2 separate regions of the Sus scrofa genome follow, and region 1 is linked to region 2. The links are chromatin contacts, called in public promoter capture Hi-C maps. All regions are on one chromosome and are shown on one strand. Each heading gives the region's core, a stretch centred on a gene start, on an enhancer-like site or on the middle of the called end of the contact. The rest is flanking DNA. Distances are from core to core; before and after follow the strand shown. Region 1 holds the start of ARF2 (ADP-ribosylation factor 2). Region 2 holds the start of MAPT (microtubule-associated protein tau).

Region 1 (5,895 bases), core at 1,529-4,028, 240 kb after region 2:
GGACTGCTTTCATGACTGTTGTCGTCTTTTTCGCTAAGCGGATAGGTTACATTTCTTCCAACTAAATGTAATCATATGACTCCCCTGTAATCCTAGCAATGTGCCAGACGTGCCAGGGAGCAACTGGAAAATTATGTATTACCTGGCTTAAAAGTTTACACTCTTAGACAAGATTTTCAAGAAGAAACATGCGATAAAATAAGACATGTATAAAAGGTAACATATTAAAGTGTAAACGGTCCTGTCCCAGGCCGTCAACATACCGATTGTAGGGATGGTCGTCACAATCTCTCCCAGCTTCAACTTATATAAGATGGTGGTTTTCCCAGCGGCATCCAAACCCACCATCAGAATCCGCATCTCTTTTTTCCCAAAGAGACTTTTAAAGAGTTTTTCAAAAACGTTCCCCATTGTAATTGAATTCTGTTACCTGAAGGAAAAGAGAGGCAAGTCAAGTAGTTGTTATTTGCAGAAATACAGACATACAAATACAAGGTATATACATGAAATATAAGTCTCTAATAGAGGTGGCGCCTCGTAAAAATTAAACAATTTTAAGTATCGTTTGGCCAATAAAGAGCAGAGTATCTTGTCTTCAAAGGGCAACTCAACTAAGCCTTTTGATGCCCTGCCAAAAATTTCAGTTTTTCCACTGCAGCATCCAAGTGAGATAGGTGGAAGCACAGTCTCAATGGTGGCAGGCTTTAGTTATCTGAAGTACGGAAGCTGTGACACAACAGATACCACTAATACTTCTGAAATGAGAACTTAAGAGCAGAGAACCAGTTTATTTTACACAATGTGAAGCAAAGTCTTTAAGTCAGGTTAAATAGTAACATCTCTTAGAAATTTAGTAGTTGCCTTTGGCTAGCAGATCATATCAATACCCGGAAAAATTTTCAGAGGTGAGGAAATACAGCATTGGGAAACTACACTGCTAATAGAGAAATTAACTAGGCAAAGAGTTGCAAATATACCATAGCATCCAGAGTTGACCGTTACTCACCTTACTCTTAATTTTTTTCCCCCTTTGGCTTTGCCAGCAGCAGCATTTGGAAATTCCTGGGCCAGGGATCAAACCTGCACCAGGGCAGTGCCCTGAGCCACAGCAATGGCCAGAATGGATCTTTAACCTACTACACTACCAGAGAATGCCTTAATCAATTTTTTTAACTTTTTTTGACATATAGATATAGGAGTCCCCACTGTGGCCCAATGGGATCAGTGGTTATCTCTGTAGCACCAGAACACAGGTTCGATCCCCGGCTTGGCACAGCGGGTTAAAGGATCTAGCACTACTGCAGCTTCGGCACAGGTCACAAGTGTGGCTTGGATCTGATCCCTGGCCTGGGAACTCCATATGCCTCAGGGCAGCCAGAAAGAGGGGAAAATAATACAATTTACATATAGATATAAACATACATGATAACATTTACTTCAATGAAATGTCATAAACCAAATCAAAAAATGATTTGTTGTACCCAGATTTCCTCGTGCCCCTTCCCAGTCATTACTCCCCAAAAGGTGTACTGACATCTAACTGCATAAATGTTCAGTATTTTATTTTTCAGTCGAGTGCATGAAAGATTATATAAAAGAAGCTAATAGCAAAGACAGATTGGCTTTGCCGAAATTTACTCTACATCTTTAATTTTAACGAATCAGCCTATTTGAAGTGTGAGCTTGACATTCCAATTAAAGACTTAGAAGCAGTACTGAATACAACCCTTGTTTCCCTTTCAACTGCAAACCAAAGGAAAACTTTACTCCTGGGCAGAGCAGGGATAAGATGGAACAAGAACAGTCCATCTCCCATTCATCAGAACCCTAGGGACCTCAGAGGGGAGGTCACCAAATTCGAGGCCCCACCTCTAAAACTGAACCTTGTCCTACAGTAGCTTAACTTCATGGATGATGTCCAAGCACACATCGTTTTATTCTACGACCTGAGAAAAGGAGCAGAGCATTTATCCTGCACATAAATTAGGTATAGGCAAACTACTCTAACCAAAGAATGATGCTCAATGTTTTAATCATTCTTACAAGAGCCGCACAGAGTAAGTATATAGAAATACAACGCACTGCAGTACTCAAAAAGCTTGTTGGGCGACAAACTAAAGAGTCTTTGTCTTTGTTTCCGAAAAAGGACAAATCTCATAAATGAGAAAAACAGTGAGGAACATGCTGGGAGAAGGAAGGTTACTTCCCACTTGCATGTCCTATGAAGCAAATACTCGATTCCTCCTCCCAACCGCACACAGTATACACATCCCATGTTCTCCCTCCGGCCTCTCTTTTTTCCTACTCATCTGCTGAGCTGCTGCAGACCCTCTGGAAGACGCTGCCGACCCTGGCGCCTCTTTGGCACGCTCACCCTCCCCTCCCACGAGCACCAACTGTCCATCAGGGAGAATTGCGGGAAGATGTCCAGGACAAGAACCGGAGCAAGTGGCCAAGTGGGCGTGCGCAGCGGGCGAGCAGACGCGCCAGGTCCCCGGGGAAGGCCTCCGAGTGTCCCCTCTGCCTGGCCTCCAGGCCTCTTCCTCTCGAACTGCGGGCCCTCGGGAGAGCAGAGAGCCCAGCAGAGGATGAGAGCCAAGTCTCTCGATCCCCGCAGCCTGGCCATTCTTCTCATAGGGCGGAAAAGGGACAGGGAACCCAAACGCTTTGTGAAGGCCACCTGCTGCTGTCTAGTTTCCCGACCTCTAAAGGTGCGGAAATCCAGCCAGGCCTTCAGCCATCTCTCCCTCGCCTGTGACTCACCTGCCGCCGAACTAAGCACTGGTACCAATACCGCTGCCTTTAAGAATTCGGATCCCCTCCGCAAAATGGCGACAGGCTCGGGGCGGGAACAGTAACCAACCAATCACTCCCTGACTCTTGGAGTTTATTTCTACCAATGAGCTCGAAGTTCCGTGAGTGACGACAAGTCTGACCAATGCCAAGGAGAATAAAAGCCTAGGAGGGCGGACACCCGCCCCTGGGGACCTAGGCGACGGCACGAAGCTTTGGAAATACCGGCTTCATTCTCCAATGACAACGCACCGCGTCCCGGCGAGACACGCCCATGTGCCCCGTCCCAGTGCTGCTCGTGACCAATCAAAAAAGTAAAAAAAAAAAAAAACTCCGATTTGCTCTGCCAATCAACTAGGAAAATTTCCACGGATTGAACGAACCCAGGGAGTATTAGGACCAACTGGGTGCGGGCATGTGGGCGTGGCCAAGTTCTGGGCGTTATTTAAGGAAATTTGCCTTGGTTGAGCTAAAAGTAGAAACTAGTTTGGGGCGTTGGTCTGTGTGGGAAACACCAAGACGCCGACACCAGAGTTAGACATAAGGAAGGTTTCCTATTTAGTGTGAAGCTAGACAGCCGCCCTGTTTTTGAACAGATTTTCAACAGTTGGGAAAAATGCTAGCAACCTGCACCTTCGTTCAGATGCTCAGGACCACGGTCTTGAGAAGTGTTCTCATTAATTCAACACCTAATGCCAACTTGGTTCACTGAAAAGTTTACAAACGCCCGTAAATGGCATATAACTGTGCATTTTAGGAAAAACTAACATCTGTTAATATGTGCCAGGAAATATGTCGAGAACTTGACCTGCATGATATAACGCTCCGTGAACTGGAATCTACTATTATTCCCATTTTACAAAGAGGAAAATGAAATAGTAGGTCAGAGTTTTAAGTTCAGGTCTGACGCCTTAATCTTTTTAACCAAATACTTTCTTGATCGTGATGACTGTATATGTGTATGTATGTGTGTATATATATATATATGTATGTGTATATATATATATGACAGTAAATACAAGAAAGTATGAGAGGTTTTTCTACATGATTCTTTTAAAATTATAATTTTTCCTAACTATAACAAAATTATAGTAATTTTTTAAAGTATAATAAAAAAAAAAAGACACTCCCCACCAGAGAGAGAGACAAAAAAGAGAAAAAAAAAAAAAAAAAAAAAACACCCATCATCCTATTATCCAGAGGCAGTCACTGTTACCATTTTGGTTTATTTCTTTCCAGTCATTTTTCCATGAAATTTTTACATAGTTCAGATTATGAATACATACAGTCTTCTTTTCCTCTTAATCTGAGACCTACACCACAACTCACAGCAAGCTGGATCCTTTAACCACTGAGCAGGGCCAGGGATCAAACCTGTATCCTCATGGATACTAGTTGGATTCATTTCCACTGAGCCACAACAGGAACTCCCTCCACTTAATATTTTAATGAGTATATTCCAGAGTGTTTAACATTTGTCTTAAACATTTTGGAGGGCCATGCCAATGGCATTTGGAAGTTCCCAGGCCAGGAATGGAACCCAAGTCACAACAGTGACAATGCTGGATCTTTAACTACCAGGCCACCAGGGAATTCTGTGTTTGTTTGTTTTGTCTTTAACAGTTTTGGTAGCTGTGTGATATCCCATTATATGGATATATCCTGATTTATTTAATCATTTTCATGTAATTGTCAATGAAAAATTAATCAGTTGATCTAAGAAAAAATGGAAAATTTTATTCGAGTCAAATTGAGAATTATAACCTTGGGAACAGCCTCTCAGAGAGCTCCAAGAACTCTGCCCCTTAAAAGTCAAAGCACAGGTACATAAAATTTTTGAGACAGAGGGCTATACATTAAATGACATATTATTGACAGTTTACACAATCCAGTTCTACATGTGCGAAGTGAGGAGTGGGTCATGGGTCATCATGGTCCCTTACAAGATTAAGGAGAAAGGCTATCCTCTAAAGAGTTGTCTTGTAGGAGTTCCCGTTGTGGCTCAGTGGTTAGGGAACCCGACTAGGATCCATGAGGAGGCAGGTTCGATCCCGGGCCTCACTCAGTGGGTTAAGGATCCAGCGTTGCTATGAGCTGTGGTGTAGGTCACAGATGAAGCTTGGATCCTAAGTTGCTGTGGCTCTGGCGTAGGCCAGCAGCTGCAGTTCCAACGGGACCCCTAACCTGGGAACCTCCATGTGCTGCAGGTGTGGCTCTAAAAGACAAAAAAAAACCAAAGAGTTGTCTTGTAGGTGCTAGGAGAATGTTGCTATTTATAGCTGAGCAGACATTTCTGCTGGTAGGGAGTTTGGGTGGATGCATAATGCATACACAATGCACAGTAGAGGAGAAAGGCCAAAGGGCAGAGAAAAAATTTTTATGTTTAAATTTTCCTTGATTTGCCTTAGAACATAAATTTTTATTTCCTCACATTTCAGTATTTAGGTTGTTTTTAAGTTTTTCTCTTATGAATTATGATGCAGTGAACATCTTTCCCTCCTCTTTACTTCATTCCTTGCTAATAGAAAATTAAAATAAAAAAAAAAAAGAGAGGAGTTCCAATTGTAACTCAGCAGATTACAAACCAGACTAGTATCCATGAGGATTCAGGTTTGATCCCTGGCTTCACTCAGTGGGTTAGGGATCCAGCGTTGCCATGAGCTGTGGTGTAGGTCTCAGGTGTGGCTCGGATCTGGTGTGGCTGTGGCTGTGACATAGGCTGGCAGCTGCAGCTCTGCTGCAACCCCTAGCCTGGGAACTTCCATAATGCCACACCTGTAGCACTGAAAAGCAAAAAAAGAAAAAAAAAACTTTCAAAAGTGCAATCACTGGATCAAAACATTAAGATTTTTAAGGCTCTTGATACGCATTACTTGCCAAACTGTTTTCTGAGTAGATCATACAAATTTCCATTCCTATCGACCAAATGAAAGCCATCCTTACTTCATCATTTGATAAGCTGTTCTTTAAAAAAGGATTTTTAGTGTTTTTGTTTTATTTACTAATTTGATAACAAAAATTTCTCATGTTGGTTTAATTTTCAGCTCTTTATTTGGTTATTTTCTCCAAATATTTACTAGTATTTTATTTCATGTACTACAG
Region 2 (6,171 bases), core at 813-3,312:
GCTGGGCAGGGGCGGGGCAACGCCCCAAGGTCTGTCCCCAGGGTGCGGGTGGTCTCCATGACAACCTCCCCCTGCGACCCCCTCCCAGGCCTTTTGATAAAAGGGTGTGGCCCGCAGCACCTCATGCCCCCTCCTCACATTCTCCCGCCTGGTGAAGCAACAGGACGTGAAGCGAAGTGGGCAACCCCCACCCCTGCACCCCGCTTCTCCCACCGGGGGTCGCCGGCGCTCCCTGGCGAGGCGTCGCCCCCAGGACGCTCCAAGTATGGGGAGGGGCATCGTCCCTCTGTGGCCACCCGCAACTCGCGTCCATCCCTTCGGCCCTCAGGTGCTTCCTGGCGCGCAGCCCCGCTTTGGGAGAGGGGCTCGCGGGGTCACGCCCGTTCCCTGCGTGCCCTCGGGGCTGACTCGAGTTCCTCGACCCCAGCGAGCGCCAAGATCTAACAAAGGGCTCAGAAATGAGGGGCAAAAAGCGGGAGGAGGGGTGGGGGCCTCGATTAAACACCCTCATAGAATAAGAGCCAAAAACTAGGGCTGGCAAGGCAGATCACGTAAACCCTACAAACAAAGCACCGAGCCCCCAAGGAAAATCCTGGGTGAACTCCCCCAGTGCTCAAGCCCGCAGCAGCAAAATCCAAGATTTCAGCGCTAATTGCCCCCTCCCCGTCAATGACAGTCTTCGCCCTGTCCTCCGAAGCCGAGCCGCTCGGCTTGGCACGGTACTATAAAGACATGACACGCCGCAAAAAGATGGCACCTCGCGTTCGGAGGGGAAAAAAGCAAGGGTGGAAGTGGGAGGAGGCTCGGCCTACCCACCCCCTCCTCGCCCACCCGGGTCCACACCCACTGCCGCAGTGAGGGGCGAGCCCTGCGCGCCAGCCGGGCGCCTCCGGCAGGGAGCGCACACGCCGGTCCGCCAGCGCAGAGCGCAGAGCGCAGAGAAAGGGGCCCGCCCCGAAATGCACCTGCAGCCCCCGCGCGCGTCTGTGCGGGGCTGCGGCTGTGCGCGCCCTCGAGCTGGGATCCGCGGCTGCCGAGCCCTTCCACATCGCAAGGCCAGGTGACCCCTGCCGTTCCGCACCTCCACATTGAGATCCGCGCACTACCTTCTCTCGGGCGCGGCGCTGCTCGAGTCTGGGTGCCAGGCGCGCGCAGGGGGAAGGGCAACTAAAGTGACAGCACCGGGACCCCTCCCCATCTCCCTGATTCCACTCCCAGCCCCCAAATGTCCCCTGCGGGTTTCTGAAGGAGGAAAACGGGGAAGGGGTGGGCCACCGCCTTAAACCTGGGACAGCGAAAGCCCCATTGGAATAGCTGCCGGGGAGGTGTAGGGAGGGGCAGGCAGGGAGTCATCTTTCCTAGAACCCGATCAATACCTTCCTTAGAGCTGATGGCAAACCGAGGCAGAGAAATCAGATTAGAGGTTCGGTTTGGGGGGTCGTCATTGAACACCCCCCACACCCACAAAGTCACACTCCTATTACTGCAAAAGGCTGTATTCGAGAATGCATTGCAGCCCCCTCCCCCAGGTCACCGCCATCCGCGCCCCACCCTGTGGGCAAAACCTCTGTCCGGGTCCGCTCGCAACGGGTCGTGCAGACCCCCTCAGGACACACACACGCACACCCATGCATCCCTTGCACGGGTCCCTTTCCAAGTCGCCCTAATCCCGAGCCCCAACGCAGAAGGGGCAAGGAGGGGCCCCGGCGGTTGCCCCCGACCAAAATTCACCTCAGGAAACCCATCTCTGGGGCGAGGGGCGGCGGCATGGGAGTGCAGGAGGGCAGAGGGGGAGGCAGATTTCGGAGCCTCGCACTTACCTGATAGTCGACAGAGGGCGAGGACACCAGAGGAAAACAGTCAAGTGGCTGTGGTGGCGGCGACAGAAGGTGGGCGGCGGCGACGGCGGCGCTGCTGCTGGTGCCTGAGCTGGTGGGTGGCGGAGACTGCGAGCGCGCGCACCGCCAAGAGGGCGCGCTCCCGAGGCCGGCGGGCGGCGCAGGCGCGAGCGGCGGGAGCGCGAGCCTCCCCAGGGGAGGGGCGGGGCCCTGAGGCCTCCGCAGGCGTATTCTCCTCCGGCCACCAGTGGGCGCGCGTGAGCGCCCTACCAATCGACCCTTCCCCGCCTCCCGGCTCTCTCCTCTCGGCACTTCCCTTCCCGGGTCTCCCTTCCTCCCATGCCTTGTGCTGCGGAGCTGACAGCCACGCGCACGCGCGCTTCTTGGCGCAAGCGCACATTGGGTCTCCTCTCACGGCTGGAGTCTTTGTTTTGTCTTAGGGGTCTCCTCCCTAGGAAGCGAGGCTTGGTTGCCCTCTGGGTTAAAGGAGACGCTGGGTGCTCCGCCGCCTCCAGATCCGCAGCCCCTTTTTTTGCTCCGGAGTGATGTCCTGTCTCAGAAAGGTCCTGGGCAGTTTTTCACGTGGCCGGCTCTCCAGACAGTACACGCAGGTCCTCAAAAACTTCCCCCAGGCTTGCCCACTGGCACCCTGACCCTCTCCTGAATTTCCCCTTGTTGGAGATCAGTTTCCTCGTGTCTGTTTCCCTTCAACCTGCTTTTGTTCCACCTTTTTTGTTATTGATCAAGGTGAATTCTTTCCTTAGTAAATCTACTTAAACCTGGCTAACCTGATTATAATTAGGCAGTGCACATTTGGGTGTTTTTTGGGGGGGGGAGTGTTTTAACAAGGAGCATTCAAATCTAACTGTAACCCAAGAATAAAATCTTAAATTAGATCAAGTTTCAAATGGCACTTACCACATTACAGAGCATTTTCACATATACAGTTATTTTTATCTTCTTTGTGAAACATCCTTATTACTGTAAATAGAGCTTGAGATTTGAATTTCCAGGTGCTGGCGGGAGATTCTCACCTGGATAACATGCCTCAGACTGAAAGTGGCCAGAGGCTTTCATTCTCTCAGTCAGCCAGCATCTAGGCTTTGTCCTTAACTTGTTCTGCCCAACATCTAATTTAAACCCTGGCAGTGGGAGTTTAAGTTTAGAAGGGCTTAGGGACAGCCATCTTGTCATAGGAGGGTGGGAATTTGTCTTAAAGCTTTAATTTACATAGCTGTTATATTCTTCTTCTTTTTTTTTTTTAGGTCCGCACACTTGGCATATGGAAGTTCCCAGGCTAGGGGTTGAGTGGGAGCTATAGCTGCTGGCCTACACCACAGCTTGCAGCAATGCTGGATCCTTACTCCACTGAGCAAGGCCAGGGATCAAACCCAAATCCTCATAGGATACTAGTCTGGTTCTTAACCTGCTGAGCCACAATGGGAACTCCCTGCATAGCTCTGATATTCTTTTTTTTTTTTAAAGCAATATTGTATGCTGTAGATTAATACAAAAAGCAAGTAATTGATGATTTTCTTTATTCACATGGATTTAGTATATTTTTCTTACTATTTTTTTAATGGCCTGCAGCATATGGAAGTTCCTAGGCTAGGGCTCAAATTGGAGCTGCTGCTGAGGCGTATGCCACACCATAGCAACGCCAGATCCAAGTTGCATTGTGGCAATGCCAGATCCTTAACCCACTGGTCAAGGCCAGGGATCTAACCCACATCCTCACGGACACTATGTCAGGTTCTTAACCTGCTGAGCCACCATGGGAACTCCCAGAGTTTCATATATTTTGGGAAGCACTGAGTGGATGGGGGCAAAATTCTTAAGTTCTGAGACTCTAGAATTGACCTTTTTGTCCTTCCAACTGCCACCATCCTAAAGACCCTTACCTTGGTTCTGCATATATTATATAGCCTTATAGGTCTTGCTTCTCTGAAGTTTGAACAACACAGGGGTTAGGAGTGCCAATCCCCACTCATTCAAAACTCTGTGTATAACTTTAGAGTGGGCCCGCCAAATCTGCAGATTCAACCACCTGCAGATCATGTAATACTGTAGTATGTATTTATTGAAAAAAAATCTGCATATAAACAGACCTGTAGCTGTTCAAACCCATGATGTTCTTACACAGTTTGTGTGTGAAGTTTCTTACACAGTGCCTGACATGTCGTGGACATTCATTAAATGATAAACAGAAGTTATTTATTTCATCTTCATTCTTCCTGGTCAATGTTTTTGCTCCATATTATTTCTGTGTGTAATATAATCGCAGCCCATCAACACTCCTCCCATTCAAACTTACCATCTTCTTTCCCTTAGGATATGGGATCATCGAGAACTGACTGAGGACACTTTGGTCTCCTGATACTGAGCTAACACATCTTGCTGACATGAAATTGAGGTAATGGATGCTAGGAACAGTCCTAAGCAGATCTGTCATCTCACTGCATGTAACGTGGAATTGAGTGTTCATTCCAGATAATTTAATCACCCTAGGTAGCTAATGGCTCACAAATTCAGGCCAAGAAAATGCATCCTCTGTCTTTCTCCCTGCCCCTCCCTCTTGCTGACATAGAAATCTCAAGGCAACCTCCAGCACATCATGCTTACCAGGCAGAGCCAGAGAAGATAGAAGGACACAGAAAAGGAGAACTGGATTAGGTGTCAGAAGAGGTGGGTCCTAATCTCAGCCCCTTTGTGCGACCTTAGACAAATTCACGAACTTCTCTGGGCTTCCTGTCCACCGTCATCTCTGGGACCTGTGAATATCCTACCTTCCATGGCAAAAGGGACTGTACAGATGTGAGTAAGGGTACCAACCTTAGGGTGAGGAGAGCATCCTGCATTATCCAGGCAAGCCCAACATAATGGATGAGTCCTTAAAAGTGAAGAATCTATCCTGGTGCAGTAAGAAAGAGAGATGTGATCGTGGAAGAAGGGTCAGAGAGATACGACATTGCTGGGTTTTAAGCTGGAGGAAGGGGGCTGCATGCCAAGAAATGCGGGTGGACTCTAGAAACTGAAACAAACTCTAGAAAGTCCTTAGGACTTTCAGAAAGGAAGGTAGGTCTGCCAGCAGTTTGCTTTTAGCCCAGTGAGCTTTTTGCTGGACTCCTGGCTTATGGAAATGTAGGATAATAATACATGTGTGTTGTTCTAAACTGCCAAGTTTGTAGTGATTTGCTGCCGGAGCCATAGAGAATGTATGCAAGCCTCGACGGGGGGGGGGGGGGGGGGGGGGGAAGAGCACATAGGTCTGGGAACCAAAGGGTGGAGGCAGAAATGGTCCTACTTCCCAACCTTTCTGATGACTCCCATGGGGAACCGAGCTTCCCAGCCTTACAACTGTAGGTTTTGTGGGGTTAGAGATCCTGATCCCCCAAGGGGAAAAATTTCACCAGGGGGACACTTCAAGGGTTTCACTGAACTATAAACTATGGCTGCTGCCTGAGCACTTTGGGTCCAGAGGGCAGCAGGCAAGAAGTTACTGTCTTGGCAGGAAAAATTGGCTTTCATCATTGCAGGAAGTAGGCCAGCCACTCCACAATGGGGACATGTGGGCACCTTTTGTTACTCCCTTTTGTTAAAAGTCAGGGACATCACAGAAAGAGAAAGACAGATACCATATGATATCGCGTATATGCGGAATCTAAAATATGGCACAAATGAACCTGTCTGCAGAACAGACACAGAGTCACAGACATGGAGAACAGACCTGTGGTTGCCAAGGGGGGAGGGGGAGGGAGTGGGATAGATGGGGAGTTTGGGGTTAGTAGACGCAAACTATTACATTTAGAATGGATAAGCAATGAGGTCCTACTGTATTGCACAGGGAACCACATCCAATCTCTTGGGATAGACCATGATGGAAGATAATATGAAAAAGAATGTGTGTGTGTGTGTGTGTGAGAGAGAGAGAGAGAGACTGGGTCACTTTGTTGTTCAGCAGAAATTGGCACAACATTTTAAATTAACTATACTTAAAAAAAAAAAAAAAAAAGGAATTTCCGTCGTGGCTCAGCAGGTTAAGAACCCGACTAGTATCCATGAGGATTCAGGTTCAATCCCTGTCCTTGCTCGATGGGTTAAGGATCCAGTGTTGCTATGAGCTGCAGTGTAGGTTGAAGACACTGCTCGGATCCTGCATTGCTGTGGCTGTGGTGTAGGCCAGCAACTGCATCTCTGATTCCACCACTAGCCAGGGAACTTCCATGTGCTTCAGGTGTATCCTTAAAAAAAAAAATCAGTGACTTTAAACATAGCCTGAGAAAGTATATTAGTTTCCTGTTGTTGCTGTGACAAGTTACCACAAACTTAGTGG

Evidence for each region. Promoter capture Hi-C pulls out the DNA fragments that hold promoters and counts their contacts.
Region 1: a promoter capture Hi-C map of liver shows a contact between it and region 2, with 7 times the contacts expected there. The contact joins the promoter of ARF2 here to the promoter of MAPT in region 2. A contact is called at or near these places in 2 of 5 promoter capture datasets (fetal skeletal muscle and liver) and 1 of 2 datasets of contacts at active chromatin or transcription factors (alveolar macrophages).

What each region holds. Positions count from the first base shown.
Region 1 is chr12:17,445,170-17,451,064 of Sscrofa11.1, forward strand. ARF2 (ADP-ribosylation factor 2) reads right to left here and starts at 2,779. Exons shown (of 5, transcript NM_001145220.1): 1 at 2,764-2,779; 2 at 264-430. The coding sequence starts at 411. The region is part of intron 1 of LOC102165973 (a long non-coding RNA gene); the gene reads left to right.
Region 2 is chr12:17,209,421-17,215,591 of Sscrofa11.1, forward strand. It overlaps MAPT (microtubule-associated protein tau), which reads right to left and starts at 2,063. Exons shown (of 11, transcript XM_021066819.1): 1 at 1,821-2,063. LOC102167583 (a long non-coding RNA gene) reads left to right here and starts at 2,232. Exons shown (of 4, transcript XR_002337070.1): 1 at 2,232-2,449; 2 at 4,170-4,251; 3 at 4,426-4,523.